2 separate regions of the Bicyclus anynana genome follow, and region 2 is linked to region 1. Evidence: chromatin contacts called from public Hi-C data. All regions are on one chromosome and are shown on one strand. The core of a region is the stretch at or near the end of the contact, and the rest is flanking DNA. Distances in the headings are between cores, read along the strand shown. Region 1 overlaps LOC112045032 (ankyrin repeat domain-containing protein 13D). Region 2 holds the start of LOC112057661.

Evidence for each region. Hi-C and Micro-C count contacts between places; a contact is called where the count stands out from the background.
Region 2: a contact with region 1 is called in a Hi-C map of whole larva, with 7 times the contacts expected there. The contact joins the promoter of LOC112057661 here to the enhancer-like site in region 1. A contact is called at or near these places in 2 of 2 Hi-C or Micro-C datasets (whole body and whole larva).

Annotation. Positions count from the first base shown.
Region 1 is chr14:15,699,620-15,705,302 of ilBicAnyn1.1, forward strand. LOC112045032 (ankyrin repeat domain-containing protein 13D) reads left to right here. Exons shown (of 12, transcript XM_052885388.1): 12 at 1-2,946. LOC112057661 reads right to left here. Exons shown (of 2, transcript XM_052885390.1): 2 at 4,104-5,683. Among protein-coding and RNA genes, the nearest start is that of LOC112045032, 15 kb to the left of the region's middle. Within about 2 kb of position 2,147, at least 8 of the 8 cell types and tissues checked have open chromatin away from gene starts, as enhancers often do.
Region 2 is chr14:15,809,051-15,814,733 of ilBicAnyn1.1, forward strand. It overlaps LOC112057661, which reads right to left and starts at 3,335. Exons shown (of 2, transcript XM_052885390.1): 1 at 1-3,335. The coding sequence starts at 2,111. LOC112057659 (phosphatidylinositol-glycan biosynthesis class X protein) reads right to left here. Exons shown (of 5, transcript XM_052885391.1): 4 at 5,322-5,487; 5 at 4,166-4,335. The coding sequence ends at 4,171.

The DNA.
Region 1 (5,683 bases), core at 897-3,396:
AAAGTAAGACACAAAATTAAATTAAAGTTTATTCTTACGCGATCGAATACGTACAAACCGTACCATCGAATATTTGTCTATTCCATAGTTATAACTGTATCTCTATAGTCTATACTGTAGACTATATGCTCTATGTATGTATACTCTATGGCATATTCAAAAGTATCATCAAAGTACATCGCAATATATCTGTTTTCGTCAACAACAATTTAACACATAAAGTATTAATACAATTTTGTATGTAGCCTTACAATAATATTTATTTGTTTCTATAAAGTTTAAGCTTATAGTTTTTCTTTACGAGTGAGAATGAACATAATACATAATGTTAATACGGTGCATTTTTGTATGTGCATAATAATATTGTCCAGAATTATTTGTTGTATTTATAAATATAAACAAATTATAAATAATATAATGAAATCTATTTTATTAAAAGTCTAGTGAGTATTATTCGTGTGTAAAAATTGATACACAAAATATAATGTATTTCAGTTACATAGATTTCAATATTTCAATTAATGAATTATTATTTATTTTCAATATCCAATAGTAATGTTGGTTTTTATTTTTTATTTAAATTATTGTGTGCTATTGTAATTCTAGTTTAATTTACTGAATGAAATAATTTACATTAATTTTTTTTCGTTTTAAAATTTTATAGTGATAATAAGGCCTTTTATTAAGTCCTAGTATTAAGATATATTTATATACATTTCTATTTTACATAATATAGGCAATTGAAGCCTGCAATTTCTTAAGCAATGTTAGTAATAATATTTAAGTCTATTCCAAATTATATTTGTAATTTAATAATTTAATACTGCCCCACACCCTACTTTACATAAGTATTATTATAATATAATTATATTATGTAAAATAATATAAAAAATAACCTGTGCCAAATATCAAAAGAAATAGACAGAAGTTTGACAGAGTTAATAATTAATTATTTATTATTTTTTTTTGCATTTTAATCAGTTCAACATTGTAGAGCATGAATTAGAAGAGAATTCTATAGAAACAAAAGTGATTTATTCTCTATAATAGGCTAGTTGACACTTTTTTAAATGGTCTTAAATTGTTCATTATTGTTCTTCTAGATTGAGGCGTGATTACATGAAAATTTGAATTTTTAAATATTTTTTTGACAATACGAGCCAAAACACCTGTCAGCCATGATGGTCTATATTTCAACTGTTTCATGACGTCACTATAGCCAATCCCAATAATATTTTTGTCAAACGGACCGTATTTAGATTGACGTTTAGTATATCAAGTAAAACTGTGACGTCACAAGATGGATGACAGCGTTTTCGACGTTTGGAAAATTTAAAAATATACGAGTGCATGATTTTTTAATTAAGTTTTATAAGAAATCCTTAACTTTTATTGATTAATATCGACATATTTTGGACCCTTATTACTGATGTACACGAAATTAACATTGCTTATATAAAATTTGATATGAGTCAACTACCCTATTGTTTGCAACATTGCTTCTACAACAACAAAACCCTTGTTTTTGTTTTTTTTTTGGGTTTTAAATTTATTTTTACTGGTATTTCATCACATTAACGAGCAGCTAGTGTTATTGGCCAGGTTATTGTAATTAAAATAATGTAAAGTCATTGAATTAAAGTGACAATTCATGCAATTATTATCTATTTATACCTTTTCGAGCCAAATTAGGAGACGAATGTTTACTAACAAAGCGTTGCCTGGCAACCGCTTGGCATATAATATCCGATAACCTTTCATTATTTACTTTAATTTCAAAATTGAATCGTAATTTGTAAACATATCTTTTGATTTACTAATTTGATATATTTACAAATTCCTTATGATTAGAATTGTATACCAACGAAGATTTTTTAAATGCTTACTTGTGGCAATTTATAAAGTATTTTATTGGACTATATAATAATAACAGATATAAATAAAAGCAATCTTGATGAAGTAGATAGTAATGAATTCAATTATTTCCTGTTGATAATTTTGACATTAGTTTTGATTTTAATATATAAGGGGAGTTCCATACTGTGATTACTGATTGTATTGTTTTGTGAAACTGATCTGACTGTAACACTGCCATCTGTCTGCAGTTTATGACATTTCAAAACAGCGCCATCTTGTGACGCGTCGGTTACAACTTTCGCTTTCTGCGTATTTCGGTAGGTGGCGCTAGGCGGTCATAAGCTTTGTAATACTGAAGTTTTAAAATAATTTAATTATTGAACAAAACGAATCGCTTTCAGCCGTCTATTTATGAACTAATTGATACATTTCATTCATTGACCTCTTATAATTAAAGGACGCACAATCATGTAGAAAATTTCATTTAAAAACTGGCCAATTTTGCTTTGACTGTTTTAGAATTATTGGTAAAGAAAATTATGCCTAAAGGCATTTAAATATAGTTCAACATTCAATAAAATCAAAAATTCAGAACAAATTCAATTTTAAGGATTGAGTTTAAGGTTGAATTTGCAAATGCGACTACTTGAATTGAGTGCCAAGAAGTTGTGTTTAGCACTCATTGAGTTGGGGCGTTTTTTGGTCGCTGATTGTGCATCTACTTTTTAATAGGAGATGATAATGTTAATCCCATCCGTCAGAAATTTTCAAAAACTTTTATTGGGCGAATGATGGTCCTTTACAATTTATTGCAGTCAGTGAGACAGTCAGACATTGATTAGATTTATTATTTACACTATACTCTACAAGGTATTCTCATTTATTTATTTTTAATCATTGTCGAGTATAGTGCGAGAGTCAACGGATCAAATAAGAATGTTTGCAGAACAGACGTACCAAAGTGCAGTGTTGCTATACATATTGTAATGTGTTCCAATCCAAGTATTCCTATTCCAATAGCGTCTAATAAATGTGTACAACTCGTGGAATTGTGTAATGATGAAATATATTTCTGTATATTGAATTTTTTATTTGTGGTTTTATTTACTATTCTGTACCTTAAATTCATATATTAATGAGGTATAGTTTATGAGATCGCGCCAAATTTCCTGTTTGCTCTAAAGATACGACTCCCTGAACTGCATATTATAAGTAACTAGCGATTTCCGCGACTTCGTCCGCGTGAAATTTAATTTTTCACAAAACACTCGGGAACCGTGGAATTTTCCGAAAATGCCTATGCGTTAATCCAGTAAAATCTATTTTCATTCTTCAAATTTTAGCCAAATCGGTTCAGTAATTGCGGCGATGTAACAAACATCCTTACAAATTTTCGCGTTTATCAGGATATCAAGCAGGTTGCAAGGAGCTGCTATATGTTGTGCTTGGAGATCCATCCAAGAGGCCTGTGTCCAGCAGTGGACGTCTATCGGCTGATTAGGTAAGGTAAGGTATATTTATTACTCCTGCAGTATATACGCAGACCCTAAATATACTTAGTACAATAATATATATTATACAGTACAGTCGGCAACCCTTTGTTACAGCCCAGTGCCTCGGAGAGCATGTTAAGACATCGGTGACGGTCATTATACACCTATGGCCTAATTCACTATTTTGGTCTTTATTATCAACTTATTGAAGTGGACAACAAAGTGTCCTCTACATATTATATGATATACACCGTAAGTACCGGATGACATTTGTAATTTGTATCATAGTATGTGGATGACATTTTGTCAATTGATTTGTTTTTTATTTTGATGGGTTGATAATAAAAACCAAAATAGGAAATAGCCAGCCAGCCAGCTGATGTGATCGTTTATCATCAGCCATCATACATCCACTGCTGGACAAAGGTCTCCTTTAAGTAGCGCCAGCTCGCTCTATTTTTGGCTTTTTACATCCAATTGCCGATAGCCACTTTCCGGAGGTCGGTTATTTTCGCTCTTTGGCGTTTTCGTTCTGGGTTTTATCACTCACAAAAACTCCTAGCTTAGCTCTCCATAGCACGCTAAGTAACTGAACGAATCGTTACAGAATCAAAACCTCATCATCCCGATCTCGCCAATCAGCATTATGTCAGCGTGATGGGTCTAAGCTTCGTAGGTATTCCCTTTCAAGACAGACCAACATTACAATAGGGATATAATTCTATGGGGGTAGTAAATAAATAAATGAATACACACAATTTGTATCTATGTATTTAAAATTTAATTTTCGTTACTTATATACAAATTACAACATTCACTATTATTATAGGTATTAGTTGTCCTATATTTACATACTTTATGTAATTAATTAATAGTACACTTTAGAAGCGTAATTTGATTTATTCAAGTCGATAAGTTATAGTCGGGGAGACGGTGGAGTTTTTAAGGATGGGCTTAATCAAAAGTCTCACTAACTCATCAAGCAGTACATTCTTATCAGAATGTGGCAAACCACCGTACTATATTCTGTCAAATTCACAATTTGTTACTTAAGATGAGAGTTTTGGCTGTAAAATTTTCAATCTATGAAACGTCGTACGTTATTTTTTAACGTAGGTACTGTAATTAAAATAAATAAATGAATTAAATTGTCGTTCAAGGTATAAAAATATCCAGGATTACAAGTACAAACTCAAAATTATCCACCGGCTCCCGGGCTATTACAATCAGGAAACTTTTGGAAAATACTATTCACGAACGATAATTCAACAACCGTTAACGGGGAATCAAACCTGCGACCGGCGCCAACCGGTTCACGGCGAGCCTGGCGCGGACAAAAGATACCATTATTTATACTTGTTCAATTTCCTGCATTTTGATTTCATAAATCTCGATGTAATTTAGTATCTACAGGAGAATTGTGTTATTCAATGGAACTTTGGAAAGTTTAGGATCGTTATATTTAATATTATATGATACTGGGTAATATTAATCATGTTTAGAGGGTATTCTTTAGAGAAATGCAGAACGGAATGAACATTAAGAAAAATTGTTTCTGACACAGATGTGACTAACGCACTTAAATATCGAGACATCAATTTGCACCTGCCCATACAAGAATAATTATTGTTTATTACAGTCAACGAATTAAAAATAGGCATACGCAAATTTTATTTGTCGCGAAATTTGAAAATTTCAGTTCAATAGTTATAGTTTGGTTTAAGTGATTCGAAACTGCGACAAACATATCTTCCTGTATTTTTTTAAATCTACACTTTTGTGGTAAATCACTTCGTGGTAAGTGACTATCAAGCCTCTATGTATAATGTGCAAGCAAGAAGTTAATTTAAGTTAAGTTATATTGTTTGTGTAACCCAATGCTCTAATGCTGACGTTCTTGGTACATATAACAATTTTCTGTCTTAAAAGTTCGTGTATCAGGAATAAAAGTTTATGAATAAATAAACATTCTGGTAAATTTTATCCGAGCCAGACTTTATTACATACCGGAATAGAAAAATGGAAGTTTACATTACAAAAGTATTCACGCCGGCAAGAAATAGACCCGGCTACAAACATCGATCACTATTAATAATACAATAATAGTTATTACGATTTATTAATATTATGTTTTCCGGCATTCCCCGTTCATACAGACACTGTACTTACTACAGCAGACCGTACGGTGCGTCCAGCCAGCGTCCGCGTTTGCGTCCATATTTGCGTATATCATCCGACCAGCAAGACTCGCTCGAACTTCACATCATAAAAAGGAATTATTCATAATAGGGATATGCATGTGGTCCGAATTACAGCTAGATATTTCTGTATGT
Region 2 (5,683 bases), core at 2,085-4,584, 110 kb after region 1:
ATCTTGGGAGAGGGTGACGAGAGCAGCGTCTCCAAGAATAATGTTTGTTTGCTTTTAGTCAGAGGCATAGTGAAGATTTCCGGTGAGCTCGGTACGGCTGGAATGCCGCTGGGCTGGGGCGATTGCATCGCGTCCGACTCCCTCGATGGTGCGCGGGGAACTTCTGTCCTTCGCGGTGACGCCTGCGGTGTGGGCAACCGCCTGTGCACGGTCAGGTCCCTCGGCTGCTCCTCACTCTTTATCGACATGTTGTCTTCGAAGTGAGGAGTGTCGGTATCGCACGGAGCTATCAGAGGTGTGACAGATTTGTCAACGTTCTTTATACTCAAATCTGTGGGTACCAAATCTTCGTTCACCGGCTCTTCGCGATGATCTATATCGCCGTTGTTGTCATCGGCCGGCTCGTCGGTAGTTTTTTCAACTTCCTCCTCGTTGGTTTCTTCTATGTTTTGTTCGTCGTCTGCTTTTGTACATAGTTCTTCACAAGTTTGTAAACACTCACCGCTGGTGACATCGTCAGAGGTTTGGATGGGTGTATCAGCTTCACTTTGATCGGGCAACGCTTCCGGCTCAAGCTCGTGATAAGTTTTATTTTCAGAATCAGCGTCCAGAGAGTCAGGTACGCGTTCCGTGCACATGCCGTGCACGTTGTCAATGTCAGGATCTAGCGTTTTCTCAGCGCTCTCGGCGTCGTATTCCATTTGATCCAAGTCATTCATATCCTGCAACTCATTAGCTGCAGCAGTCAACGATTCCATCGGACACTGGGACGCGTCTTCCGGCGCGAACACTTCCTCGGACATGTACGACTGCTCGACTTGCGCGTGGCTCGCCTGCGACAGGTGGTCTCCTATGTGGTGCAGGTGCAGCAGGCCCTGCGCCGCGGTGATGCTGCTCTGTCCGGGTGATTCGAGAGTCTGCTCCAGTCGGTTCATGATTTCCGAAACGGGGGCGTCGCTCAGGAGCATGTCGTCCTCGACGCCGTACTCGCCGGTTCCGTGCACGAGGTGCGACAGCTTGTCCAGAGCCTGGTCTACCAGGATCTGATTATCTTCACAACCTTTCTCCACCAGGGACTCGAGCAACTCCTCGTCGTGGGGCCCGCCGAGCTCCGGCAGGTAGTGCGCCTCGCTGATCGTCTCGAAGAGATCCTTGTGCGCGCCCAGCTCGTCGGACGGCTCGGGCTCGCCCAGCTCGAACGACATGACGTCGCGCGCGACCTGCTCGGCCGGCAGGAACGAGTAGGCCGCGCCGTCCAGCTGCTGGTTGAACTCCAGCTCGGCCACGGCCAGCAGGTTGTCGAGCGGTGTGGGCTCGGGCGGCGCGCGCGGCACGGCGATCGTGTGCGACGGGATGTGCGACTCCAGGTCGGGCTGCCACAGCGCGGGCTCGGGCGCGCGCGCGCGGCGGCGCGAGCGGGCGCAGCGGCGGCGCCGGCGACGCTCGCGGGGGGCGCGCGCGGGCGGCGGGGGCACGCGGATCGCGTTGTAGATCTCGGTGCGCGGGATGACGCGCCAGCCGCTGGCGGTGCGCGCTAGGCGCAGGCGGTTGCGCGCGTCGTAGTCCTCGCAGCGGACCTCCTGCACGGTGCCGTCGAGCTGGCGCGCCCACAGGAACACGGGCCGCAGGCGCGGGCGCGGGGGCTCGGGCGGCGCGGGCGCGGCGCTGCGCGCGCGGCGCCGGGCGCGGGCGGAGGGGGCGCGGGGCGGGGGTGCGCTGCGGCCGCGCGCGGCATCGAGGCGGGCGGCGCGAGGCTCGCCGCCGCCGCCGAGCGCTCGCGGAGACACTCCGGCCGCCGCACGACACTCTCGGGCGACGACCACGCGAACGCGGCCCCGAGGCGGACTGGCGGCCGCGCTCGCCCCGCCCCCGCGCCCCCCGCGCGCGCCGCGCCCCGCCCAGCATCGATCGGCCGCCGCCTGCACGCCCTGCACCCGCCGCACGTAAACACCCGCCCGCCCCGCGCGCGCCGCCGCCTGCGTGCCCTCGTTAATCTTAAATCCATATCTGTGCGCCGCGGCGCTGCCCGGGGCGAGCGGCCCGGGCGAGCGGGAGCTGGCCCGCCCGGCTCGTCGCCGGCTCGGAGCGGGTGCTCGCCGCTTCGGGCTCATGTGGGGCTCATGTTAGTGAAACACGCAGAGGACGCACCGAGCGAGCTACACGCTCATCGGGCCACTCGGCCGAGCGCGCGGCGAGTCGTCGGCCGGAACCGCAGCCGGGGGTCATTACGGCCGGTAACGATCTCTAATCCGAGGGCATCGGACCCCCGTCTGCACTTTGCGGTCGAGCGACAATTTCACAGAGCGCACAATAATTGCCTATAGATATAGTCCGCGGAATTCCGCTTGCTATTTAAATACCTAACTGTTAGCTATGCACAAGTTCAATTACTCGCAAAGTAGTTTTGTATTTTAAAATAACCGATTTATTTTTAAACCTTTACTATTACACGGGTCCCGATTTCCTGTAGGTATTTTTAAAAATCTAGGAAATGACATTATCTGTGCTTAATTAATAATAATAGATGGCGCTGTTTTAGATACTTGCCCTGATGCATCGTGCATCGCCACCTCTCACCACACGTAGTAGTTCGAGCCTTTTCATGCAGATGGCGGTAACTCGCGATAGCAAGCAAACTTTAATGTTATTGTTTTCATTAACTATACTAATATTATAAATGCGAAAGTAAGTCTGTCTGTTACCTTTTCACGGCTAAACGGCTGAACCGATCAAGATGAACTTTGGTATAATGATAAATGAGACTTTGGAGGTAATTATAGGCTACTTTTGGACCCTAAAATAAAAAGGGGGTGAAATAGGGGTTAAAAGTTTTAGAGTTTTAAAAATTTGTTCAGAAATCATAAAAAAACACGAAATCTAATGTGTTTCAAGAATTTTTAAAATTCAACTCTTAAAGTAAAGGTGAAGTAGGGCTGAAAGTTAACATTGATTTTCACGCGGACGAAGTCGCGGGCGTCTGCTAGTTTTAAATAATTTATAGTGGTGATCTATTTAATTTTTTTTAATTCGTAATATTGAATTTCGATAGAAATATGAAGGACAACAATATCAGCTGTTTTGCAAATTTGCCTGAAACTTATAACATAGCAATTATCACTGGTGAATATTGTATTTACATAATGTAAAACACCCCATACAAAATGGCACGAAATAATGACGTCGTCGCTGAAAGACTAGCGAATAATTGATTTATTTTGCTACTCTGTGACTTCGTATAGGTATATTAAAATGAATCCATATATCTCTTAGTCACGCCATCACTCATAAAAAGCTGGACCGATTTCACGATTTTTTTTTTGTGTTTATGTCAGAAGGTTCCTATGACAGAAAAAATTTGAAAATTGCGCGGAAAATTAGAAAAAGGGGTAGGGGTAGTTGAAAGTTAACATCGAATTTCACGCTGACGAAGTCGCGGGCGTCCGCTAGTTAATTTATAAAAAAACTTCGTCTTCATCCGCGTGGAATTTAGTTTTTCACAAATCATGATGATGAGCCATGAAAACCATGGATTTTCCCGGGATAAAAAGTAGCCTATGTGTTAATCCAGGCTATAATATATCTTAACACCTAATTCGGTTCAGTACTCGAGGCGTGAAAGGGTAACAAACATTCATATCATCAATTTTTGCAAATCTCGGGAAACCATGGATTTTTCGGGATAAAAAGTAGCCTATGTGTCAATCCAGAGTAAAATCTATTTCCATTCCAAATTTCTGCCAAATCAGTAGTAGCGGCGTTAAAGAGTAACAAACATCCATACAAACTTTCGCGTTTATAATATTAGTAGGATTATAGGGTTAAATGAGCCGTGATAGCCCAGTGGATATGACCTCTGCCCCCGATTCCGGAGGGTGTGGGTTCGAATCCGGTCCGGGGTATGCACCTCCAACTTTTCAGTTGTGTGCATTTTAAGAAATTAAATATCACGTGTCTCAATCGGTGAAGGAAAACATCGTGAGGAAACCTGCATACCAGAGAATTTCTTAATTCTCTGCGTGTGTGAAGTCTGCCAATCCGCATTAGGCCAGCGTGGTGGACTATTGGCCTAACCCCTCTCATTCTGAGAGGAGCTCAGCAGTGAGCCGAATATGGGTTGATAACGACGAGGGTTAAATAGGGGGTAATTAAAATAAAAGCCGGCAAATATTTTCATGAAATCTTTTTATTATTCCTGTGTGCGAGTGAGTGGTACCGTCGCAGGGTGTTGAGGAGGTAGAGCGAGCCCAGCGCTATCACCAGCGCGGTGCCGCCCGCCACCAGCGCGTAGTGCTCCGTGTCGCCCACCGGCACGTGCCAGGACAGGGGCGCCGTCACCTGCCACCGGACCACCGATCAGTGGCGTGAACAAGGCTTTTAACTAGGCACTTAACGTACAAGCTGTGCTGCATACTTTTTTTTTGTATGTGGCAAAATACTAAGTTGGAACCTTATTCCACACATTGCAGGGCATTCTTTTTTTATTGCCTAACTGTTTGTGTGGGCAGCTTAACTATAGAATAATTTAGTATTTAATAACGTAATATGTGGCATTACTCAAAAATATAAAAATAAAAATCTTTCTGTCTTTCTTTTAGATAATAATATAAAATTCTTTATCCAATACAGGTTAGTAATGAGCGGCTGTTTAAGTATTGCGTAAGCAGGTTTGTTACACTTATTTACCCCTCCACCTCCCTTGTCAGCAAAAGTACCTACTTTCTTTCTTTTGCTGACAAGTTTCGCGTTCCGGTACGATGCCGTGTAGAAACCGAAAGGTGTGTGGATTTTCATCCTCGTCCTAACAAGTTAGCCCGCTTCCATTATAGATTGCGTCGTCACTTACCATCAGGTGAGATTGTAATAAACAAGGGCTAATTTGTAAGCATCATCATCCTTGTCCTTGATCCACTAAGATAGAACGAGAGATTGCAATAGGCCGACATATTTAATTTTACCTGGAATGGAACCCACAACCGATGCAGAGGATGCAGAAAGCGAGGTTCCTACCCACTGCGTCACACGGCAGTAAAAGTCAAAATCCATTTATTTCAATTAGACATTTTCGAATCGTCAGGAAATATTATTAGATAATGGTAATAATAATTTGTTGAAAACTTTAAATTACAAGTTATGAGGGTTCCAAAGCCTTCTTTCGAGAAGATCCCACAACAAACTCAGCCAAGGAATACATCATTATAACATTAAAACCCTTTGAGCCCACCAACCCGCATTGAAGCAGAGTGGTGAGTCCAAGTTCCATATCCCCTCTCCTATAAAGTCATGTAATGGGTCATTAAAAGGCTGGTGGTGATGCTACATACCATAATGATGGGTATTTCTTTCCATGTGCAGTTCTCTTTGGATACATGCTCTGAGCAGAAGTTATTTGGATGTGTCAGCTCAGCATACAAGTCGTCGCAGCGCTCCAGCCGACTGTCAGGGCACAGGAGGTATACCTTGGGCACTGGTATCTCGTTCCTGACCATACTACAAAATAACATGAATATTTAAAAAACTAAATAACTTTAAACAGTTAAAAAACTAAAAAACACGCTCTTAGCACGCACTAAAAATTACAAATATTGGATTTGAGTCATGTGACCATTTTTTTCGTATGCTTGACAGCAAACCCTTTCATTTGCTCTTCTTTATTGGGTCTTATTATATTTAAGTAATCTTTGTA